Regions from separate parts of the Sus scrofa genome. Here regions 2 and 3 are each linked to region 1. The links are chromatin contacts, called in public HiChIP or PLAC-seq maps. All regions are on one chromosome and are shown on one strand. Each heading gives the region's core, a stretch centred on a gene start, on an enhancer-like site or on the middle of the called end of the contact. The rest is flanking DNA. Distances are from core to core; before and after follow the strand shown.

Region 1 (2,700 bases), core at 70-2,569:
ATGAGTCTTTTATATAGACGATACAGAATAAACACAATAATGTCTTCAGTTGCCAGCTCACAGAAGGTATGTAAATAAACATTTCTTATACTGGATTAAGAAGTGTATTAATAAGAAATTTAGAAAAAACACTAAAGGAAAAATGTTATAAAGCACCCATAATTCCACTACCCTAAGGTAACTTTTTCAAAAAACATACCTACCTGTTTTTAAACAGCTAGTCTCAGAGTACATTTTAGATACTATAATTGCTTAACATTACATCACATATATTTTTTTCTTTCTATATAATTCAAACATTATCACTTAATGGCTAAATAATATTCAATTTTATAGATACTCTATCATTCCTATACTTTGAAGCCTTGTACTTCTTGGCCAATAATGTACAGTGACATTTTATGTGGGGGTTAGGTTCTGTCACATGATGTCAAAAATCCCATTTAATCAAAATCACCCAGGAAAAGGTGGATGGTTAATTACCTAGACAGTATATCATGTCTCAATGAGTTCACCACAGAAGTATTTCCACAAGATTTGGATCAGATTGCTGAGAATGAGGTGAACTATTTGGCTTCCCTTAAAGGGCTAGGTTAATAGGATTGTCTTTCTGAGCTTATATAGAGTGAGCATAGTGGATTCTAGTAAGTTCAGCGTGTGTAATGTGACTTCACCTTGAACATTTTCAAACACTTAGTGATGGATAAGTTTTAAGTGAAAGCCAGATCTTCATTGTAATCATGCAGTGAAAACTCCTCTAGACTGGGCATACCTACAAGGCAAAGACTGCCCCCATATTTGGAGGGAAGCACCAAGGACAGCCCTTTGCCCTTACTTGGCAGTTTGTTAATGCAATATTTGTTACATGCAGGAATACCTGTGAATAGTTACTAGTACCTGTTATACTAGATGCTTTATACAAGATGCTTTGGATTGGTGAAATAGGATAACTCCAGTCCACGTGGTAGTTTTTTAAGAGAAACATTTTCTAAGAAAGCTAGCATTTAAATTATACCTAAACTATTACTTGATTACAAAAAGCCAATTCAGGCCTGATCCTTAGGGCAGATTCACCCCCCACCCCAAGACTGCCTTGTGAACTTTTAAAGGCAATAGTATATGGCTGAAGCAACTTAAATCCCTCTTTTTGAAAAAAATAGCTAGAAGCACATGTTTCTTTTCATTTTTTAGCATATGCGTAGTTGGAGAACACGTTGAGCATATTTGCTATTGCAAATTTATGCTGCATTGATCCTGGATGATCCTGACTCAAAGAGTAAAATTTTTAAGACTCGTAAAAGAAAATGATACTAGGAAGTCTTAACTTTCATCGCGTTGGTAATTATTTAATAAGCATTTGTCTATCTCTAATTGATTTGTAGGTTTAATTTCGCTCTCCGTTCAGCTTAAAACTGTGGCTTCCGAAAATGAGTCTGTTGACAAATTTATACTGACTCATCCCCGTTTTCATATATACCATCTTCGTGTTCTTTAGGGCCGTGATTTTTCTCAAAGTGAACTTGAAGCTACTGACCTTACACTTCCCCCCACGATAAAAGTTCTGCAAAGATTTGTGGATCTTGGGCTGCATTTTACAAGGCCTGCAAGGTGTTTCCAAACCTTTGGGGCTTAGAGTAGAAAAGGCTGGTTGTGCGCTACGGAGGGAGAACGCGCCTCATGAGGCATTGTGTTGACAGCGTGTAGTCTCCATTACCGGGAAGAACAGGGGCAGGCGCACGCCCCCTCCTCACCTGCCACGCGGTGGCCGCCCTTCGGGTTTCCTTCGCGCCGCGCGCCAACTGCTTCCGGGTCGCAGTGGACGTCGTTTCCGTAGCAGCATGGCGGCCACGGAGGACGAGCGGCCGGCTGGGAGCGGTGACGGAGAGCGGCTGGATTTCCTGCGGGACCGGCACGTGCGGTTCTTCCAGCGCTGCCTCCAAGTCTTGCCGGAGCGCTACTCTTCGCTTGAGACCAGCAGGTAACTGGGGGTCAGCGGGACCAGCACGGGGCCCGGCTCCAGGAGCATGGAGGAAGACGGCTAAGTGGGTGGCCGCAGGGGGCTGCGGCGCCGCCCACCCTTCACTGCCTCCCCTCTCCGGCCGGCCTGCGGTCACCCTCACTCCCGAGCTACGGCGGTAGGAATGAAGGGAGCTGCGAGTCGAGGGCTTTTGGAATCTCCAGTTTCCGCCCTTTTCACTTCCATTTTTTTTTCCTGTCAACTGGGAGCTTCCTTTTTTATCCCTTCTCTCAGCCTATATGAGTCACTTTGACCTCACTTCCGATAAAAAAGGAAAAAAAGTGTTTGTCATCGTATTTTATGTAGATAATCTTCGCTGTGCTTTTCTTTCCTCTATAAAGCCGTTGAGTCTTAATTGAGTGCCTGTATGGTGTTCAGCGTATAGGAGCGGCAGCAAACCTCTAAGGTTTGCGTAGATATGAACTTTTCAGGAATTGTACATCTCATGATAGGATTGATGAAAGAGGTGCGGTGTTGCTTATAAGCAGCCTGTTAAAGTTTATTTGGAAGAGCCTTGTGAGTTGGAGTAGGCTAAGAAACTGTGAATTAGTCATTCAGAGTAAAAGTCTGGCAATGAGAATAATGAAAGGAGGAGGCGATCTTTGCTCTGCATTGCTGTGTTTTGAAGTGAGATTCCAAAGCTGCATGAGACTGGTTTGGAAGAGAGAGCAAATTGGTTTTGC
Region 2 (2,985 bases), core at 163-2,662, 280 kb before region 1:
TTTATACCCTGGAGCAATGTACCATTTTAAGATTCTCAGTGGAAGTTATGACCTTTCTTTTTGTGGTTTGGATATATGGCTAATATATTTGGGTATATATGGCTCATGTGAAAGAGTTAGGAAATGAAAACTTAATTGCTTTCCTTTACCAGCAGATCAATTTTAGGAAATAATATAGATGGATGCAAGGTGAATATTCAGAAACTGGTGGCCTTAAAACTAAATGTGCACCTACCCTGTGAAAATCCCCCAAGGGATGCACTTGTTGGTTTGAAGAACACTGTTGTAAATTTTCACATAATCTTATTGAATCTGATAAGAGAGGTCAGCCCAGGTTAGGCCTTGGGTGGGAAACTGTCTCTAGTATTTATACTTTGAGAGTATAGAACTGTGACCTGTAACATTAGTGTTAAAACAGTCAATCTCTCCTGGCTCTTTGATTTGTATAGACAGTTACTCTCATCTTTTATATTCTGTTCTAAATTTTCTTCTCAGTGGTAATAACCTTCACTTGAATCTTGGGTTACTAATGTTGACCCTAATGCTGACTGCCTAATGCCAATATAATGCTCCACTTAAAAATGATTATTAAAATTATAAAAACGTGAGACATCGTTATAGTAAGAGGTAGTAGCTCTTTGAAAAGGAAACTTGTGAGCTATAATCTAATATTTTCTTTCCCTCAGTGGTACCAAGAAACTGTGAGTTTAAGTTCCTCCAAATAAAGTGTTCACCAGATTGAACACCAAGTTCTTCCAAATTATTTTCTCATGATTCACTATGGGTGTCATTCTCCAAACATGTTTAAACTCTTCCTCGACCTAGTTTAACACACCCCATGTGTTAATGTCACGGATTCCACAAATTCATTTCCTGCTGTGTGAAGTAGTAATTATTTTTACGTATATTAATTTCGTACCTTTCTTTCGTTTCCTGGTTTTATTGTTTACAGTCAAGAATTCGACCTTGTTGATTTATACTGCTCTGTTTTTACCATTCCCTGTAGTTTTATATATTTTTTTTAGTCCATATTTTTTAAAAAGTCTTGATTGTCAGCCTCCAGAAGTAGTCTTTTTCCCAAATTTCATTCTTGTGTTGTTCTTGTTTTGCCTTTTTGAGTTCTTATAAAGAGCTCCATGGCCCACCAAAGGAAAGAACCTTAGGAGAGGCTAGTCTGAGAGGGTAATGACAAAGTAGTAATGGCTACGACGCCTCCGGGGGTTTCGGCAGTGGGACCCAAAGAGCCCCTGAGACGATTGCCTGAAACCTGGAGAGCGGAGGAGCCCGCGAGATCTGCGCAGCCGCTCCACCAACCCCCGGCCGCGGATGCCTGCGTGGCCCCGCCCCCTTCGCGTGCCGCACGCAGGCCCATCCTTCTTCGAGCCATGGCCCCACCCCCTCTCGCGTCGCTCCGCCCTGGCAGCCTCCCTGCCCCGCCCCTAGGCAGTTGCTCGCGGCGGCCGCCGCCCTCCCCCGGCCCAATGGCACTGCTGCCGCGTCAGTGATGTGAAGTAGTGCTTGGGCTTGTCCGGCCCCCGGCCCGCAGCCCATTACACCATCCGCCGCTGCAGCCGCTGCAGCCCGCGCAGACTGGGAGGGCGGGAGGCAGCTCGGCGTGGCGGGGCGGGGCAAGCGGCGCGGCTGGATTCATTCCTGTGGGGCGCGGGGCATGGACGAGCTGTGCGGCCGCAGGCGGAGCAACGCGGCCCGGGCGGCGGCGCGGACAACGGTTTCAATTTGAAGGGGCCGGCCCGTGCCCGGGCGGCCAGCGGGGAGAACTAACCCCAGGGCAGGTAGTGGCAGTGGCAGCGGCGGCGGCCTGGCGGAGCCCGAGCTGCGGCCTGAGGCGTCCACGGGGAGGCCTGGGCGGGAAGGGGAAGGAGGGCGCCCCCAGCAGCGGAAGGCGGGCAGCGGGATGGAGGCCCTAGACTCGTCGGCCGGCATAGAGCGGGTAGAGGTCGATCGAGGAACTTGGGGCGAGGGCTGCCGGTTTCTGGAAAAGGTAGAGGTGAAGGTTATATACCGGCAGCTGTGGTTTGGGGAACCTGCGGGTCCCTTTTGGCGGGGCGCGCGGTGGGGGAATCAAAAAAAATGGGGCGGACGAAGTTAGCTAAAAGGCAGCCGGATTTCCTGAGAGTCTGGAGTAGTTTTAAAGGAAAGAGAGCCTTTCGGGTGAGGGTTTTGGCGTTAGCCGGCCGCGGTTTGTTGGCTCCGACCTTTTTTATTCCCTCTCCTGGCCACAGCGAGGCCTTTCAGCCTCGCGCCCTTGGCCCGCTCTCCTCTGCAGATGTGAAACATTTCTGCGCCCGGGTCTTCTGCCTCTTCGCTTGTACTCTCTCTGGGCGTGTGCAAAGCAGAACTAGAACAAAGCTTAGCTGGTTAGGAGGCGAGAAAACCGGTTGCCTGTAGCGTTTACATTTACGGTATATAGAGGTGAGACTGCCTCCCACCAAAACATTTGCGTCTCTGTACTTTTATGTATTCTCCTTTCCCACCTTTTTCTGGGGGGAAGGGGCGGAGTAGTCCCTTACAGTGTGGCTCCCCCGGAGTAGAAATTAAGAAAACCTAGTGGTTTTTACCTTAACCTATGGAAAATTCAAAACTGCTCCTTTTTTTTTTTTTTTCCTTCTCTCTAGTTTGGTGCCCTGGTTGTCAGATGTTGGAAGGCAATAGACAGAACCTACTCGCTGTGGTTTTATACCAGTCCTGGGGTGCAGTGTTTAACACAGAACTTCGGTTACTGTAACTCTTGTCTGTGTCGATAGAGTTAAGCTGGAGCTTTGCTTCGAAGGATAAATAAAGCACAGCCTCTCAACTGGACATAAATGGATCTAAAGACAGCAGTATTTAACGCAGCTCGAGATGGCAAACTCCGGCTCCTCACCAAATTGTTGGCAAGCAAATCCAAAGAGGAGGTTTCCTCCTTGATCTCGGAAAAAACGAATGGGGCCACACCACTCTTGATGGCTGCCAGGTATGGGCACC
Region 3 (2,979 bases), core at 469-2,968, 320 kb before region 1:
GAGGAACCTCCATACTGTGTTCCATAGTGGTTCTATCAATTTACATTCCTACCAACAGTGTAGGAGGGTTCCTTTTTCTCCACACCCTCTCTAGCAGTTGTTACTTTAACAGACACATTTCTCTGAATGGTTTAACAGTCTTTTTTTTTTTAATGCAGGGGAAGCTTCTCTCTGCAACTTGACATAGTAAAACTTTTTTCATTGATGCAGTATTAAAGTGAGCAGTTAATCTTAACTAGCGAAGAGAGTCCGAATTCATTTGGGTTTATTTTTTGGGATGTATGTATGTAGCCTTGGAGGGTTGTCATGCCTTAGACCACCACTTGGTGGCTGGCACAATATAGTGTGGATCAGAACCTGAAGAACAGGCAGAATCAATGACAGCCAGTAGCCAGTGATTTCTTCACTATTCAGTGGCAGTAGCAAACCCTTTCACTCCTTATTTACATTAGAAAGAAATTCTGTATACGTTTTTCCTTATTTTTTCTTCCCATAACAGTTTTTCACCATTTGATGAACGGTTTCATCTAAACTTGAATTATTTTGGCATATGTAGCTGGTACTTATGTCATTATGAATAAGATTCTAATTTCTTCTTGATCTCTGATCTTTGCTCATGAACAATATATAAAAATCCTTTGGAATATAGCCTATGGGCCCATATTTGACAACATGTATTTTATACTTATCTATTCTGAATTTTCTGTCTTTTGATGAAAGTACCCCCTTGAAACTGCTTATTTGGGTATTAACAATACTGCAGCATTAGATTCACATGGAGTATCTCTCTTTCACAGCTGATCTAATTCTTCTACTCTGAGTTTAGGCCTTTTAAAATAAAAGAATGATACAGACTATGATCATTATTGATTTCCCTGGAAATCACAAGGCTTTGTTTCCAGATTACACTTCCAAACCAAGATGTTACTTTTTTTACCTGGGTGCAGAAATATGTTTTCTTAATTATTCCCAGGATTAGCTGGAAAAAGATATTCCTTACTTTTTGCAAAAGTTTATTAGTTTCTGCACCAGCCCCAGTACAACAATCCCTGACCCTAGACCAAAAAAAAAGAAAAGAAAAAAAAAGAGAAAAAGCTCTGAACCGGTGAATCCTGAGCAACATTTCATTTAACATTTCAGATCTTTTTATTCTGAGTCAGCAGAGCTGCCTATTAGCTGTCTTTAGGGTATTTGTATTCTGTTTTGTATTTGCATTTGAAACAAAAATATGTTTTGAAGTTAATATGAATATTTTGTTTCTTTTAGTTTTCCTGTTTCTAGTTTACACAGTAATTTGGTTATGGAGAAGTTGAATTTAAACTCCATATGAGTAGAGTGATACGGTCCCTTTTCGCTAACACACCAAAGTAATTTAACTGGAGTTTATAATGCCAATATAATACCATTTAAAGTTTCCAAACATCTCCTTTTATATTAAACCGGACCCCTGTGTTTAACCTACCCCTGCCTACCTGTGGTAGCCCTTGTGGAACTCAAACAAGACAAGTGACTTCATCTCCAATGATCTCTTTGACATTTTCTTCTTAGAAAGCTATATATTATAATCTTTTTGAGGTTTGCAGGTTGAATGAGATTTTCCATTTTAATTGTTTTGATGAAATTTACAGTAGTCTTCTGCTTTGTTATTTCTCCTTTTAGGATGAAAAGAAATGCTGAGAAATAAATAAAGCTTTCCTTTCTGACTTGGATATTTATAATGGGTATCGGGAAGTCTAAGACAGATCCCTGCCTTCTTTCTCTCTCTTGGAGTAAAAGCCACGGTGTGGATACAAGTCAAAAACCTCACGAGACAGATTGCACGATATCTGAGGAAATCCCCCTGCATGGTGGCGAAGATGTTGCATGTAGCAGTTCAGCAGAGATGCCAACAGGAGAGCAGGAGGGAGCTGACGGAGTGGAAGAGATGCCTGAAGAGGAAGCAGAAGAAGAGGTGTTCCTCAAATTTGTGATACTACACGCAGAAGATGACACAGATGAAGCCCTCAGAGTCCAGAATCTGCTGCAAAATGACTTCGGGATCAAACCTGGAATAATCTTTGCTGAGATGCCGTGTGGCAGACAGCATTTACAGAATTTAGACGATGCTGTCAATGGCTCTGCCTGGACAATCTTGCTATTGACTGAAAACTTTCTAAGAGACACCTGGTGTAAGTTCCAGTTCTATACATCTCTCATGAACTCCGTGAACAGACAGCACAAATACAACTCTGTCATCCCCATGCGGCCCCTGAACAACCCCCTGCCCCGAGAAAAGACCCCCTTTGCTCTGCGAACCATCAACGCCCTGGAGGAAGAAAGTCGTGGCTTTCCTACACAAGTGGAAAGGATTTTTCAGGAGTCTGTGTATCAGATACAACAGGCTATATGGAAAGAGACCAGAAATCTGGTACAAAGACAATTGATTGCCTGAGATGGGACATATAACACATGGTGTGCCCTTGTTTTGTAAAGCAAATGGTTTCTCTTCACTTGAGAAAGCAAATTTCTAGGAAAAGTTTAAATGGAAGAGAACCTTGCTCTTAGGGGAAAACTGTAGAGCCCAAGAAAAATAGATTTTTGCAGGACACTCTATAGAATTGAGGTACTTTTGATGTTTCTCTAAACTTGCAATTGTCAGAGTTGCAAAACCTCTGATTCCTCTCACAGCTTTCCTAGTTCAACAAAGGATATTTTAAATTCACTTTTCTTGTATTGAACTTGAACAAGAACTTATATGATAGACATTTAAAAAAATACCATAACACTTTGATTTTGTTCTCAAAAGACACGTTGGCAAAACAATGGCCTTGAGAAATCTGACAGCTCTCCCTGTTGCGGCACCTCTCACGAATGTTGCAGGAAAGCCTTCCCAGTATTGTCGTCCAGAAATAGGGATAGCCAGATTAGTTCATTTGGAATGGTGAGAACTGATAAATGTGAAATGAAAAATAGATGTGAGAATGGTGGGCCTCTTTAAAA

Evidence for each region. HiChIP or PLAC-seq counts read pairs in DNA pulled down with a chosen protein or histone mark.
Region 2: an H3K27ac HiChIP or PLAC-seq map of alveolar macrophages shows a contact between it and region 1. The contact joins the promoter of FEM1C here to the promoter of PGGT1B in region 1. A contact is called at or near these places in 1 of 5 promoter capture datasets (fetal liver), 1 of 47 Hi-C or Micro-C datasets (embryonic fibroblasts) and 2 of 2 datasets of contacts at active chromatin or transcription factors (alveolar macrophages and skeletal muscle).
Region 3: an H3K27ac HiChIP or PLAC-seq map of alveolar macrophages shows a contact between it and region 1. The contact joins the promoter of TICAM2 here to the promoter of PGGT1B in region 1. A contact is called at or near these places in 1 of 5 promoter capture datasets (fetal liver), 1 of 47 Hi-C or Micro-C datasets (embryonic fibroblasts) and 1 of 2 datasets of contacts at active chromatin or transcription factors (alveolar macrophages).

What each region holds. Positions count from the first base shown.
Region 1 is chr2:119,439,453-119,442,152 of Sscrofa11.1, reverse strand. PGGT1B (geranylgeranyl transferase type-1 subunit beta) reads left to right here and starts at 1,319. Exons shown (of 9, transcript XM_003123848.6): 1 at 1,319-1,978. The coding sequence starts at 1,839.
Region 2 is chr2:119,721,467-119,724,451 of Sscrofa11.1, reverse strand. It overlaps FEM1C (protein fem-1 homolog C), which reads left to right and starts at 1,412. Exons shown (of 3, transcript XM_021084648.1): 1 at 1,412-1,793; 2 at 2,637-2,985. The coding sequence starts at 2,826.
Region 3 is chr2:119,759,498-119,762,476 of Sscrofa11.1, reverse strand. TICAM2 (toll like receptor adaptor molecule 2) reads left to right here and starts at 1,718. Exons shown (of 1, transcript NM_001204351.1): 1 at 1,718-2,979. The coding sequence starts at 1,718. The coding sequence ends at 2,431.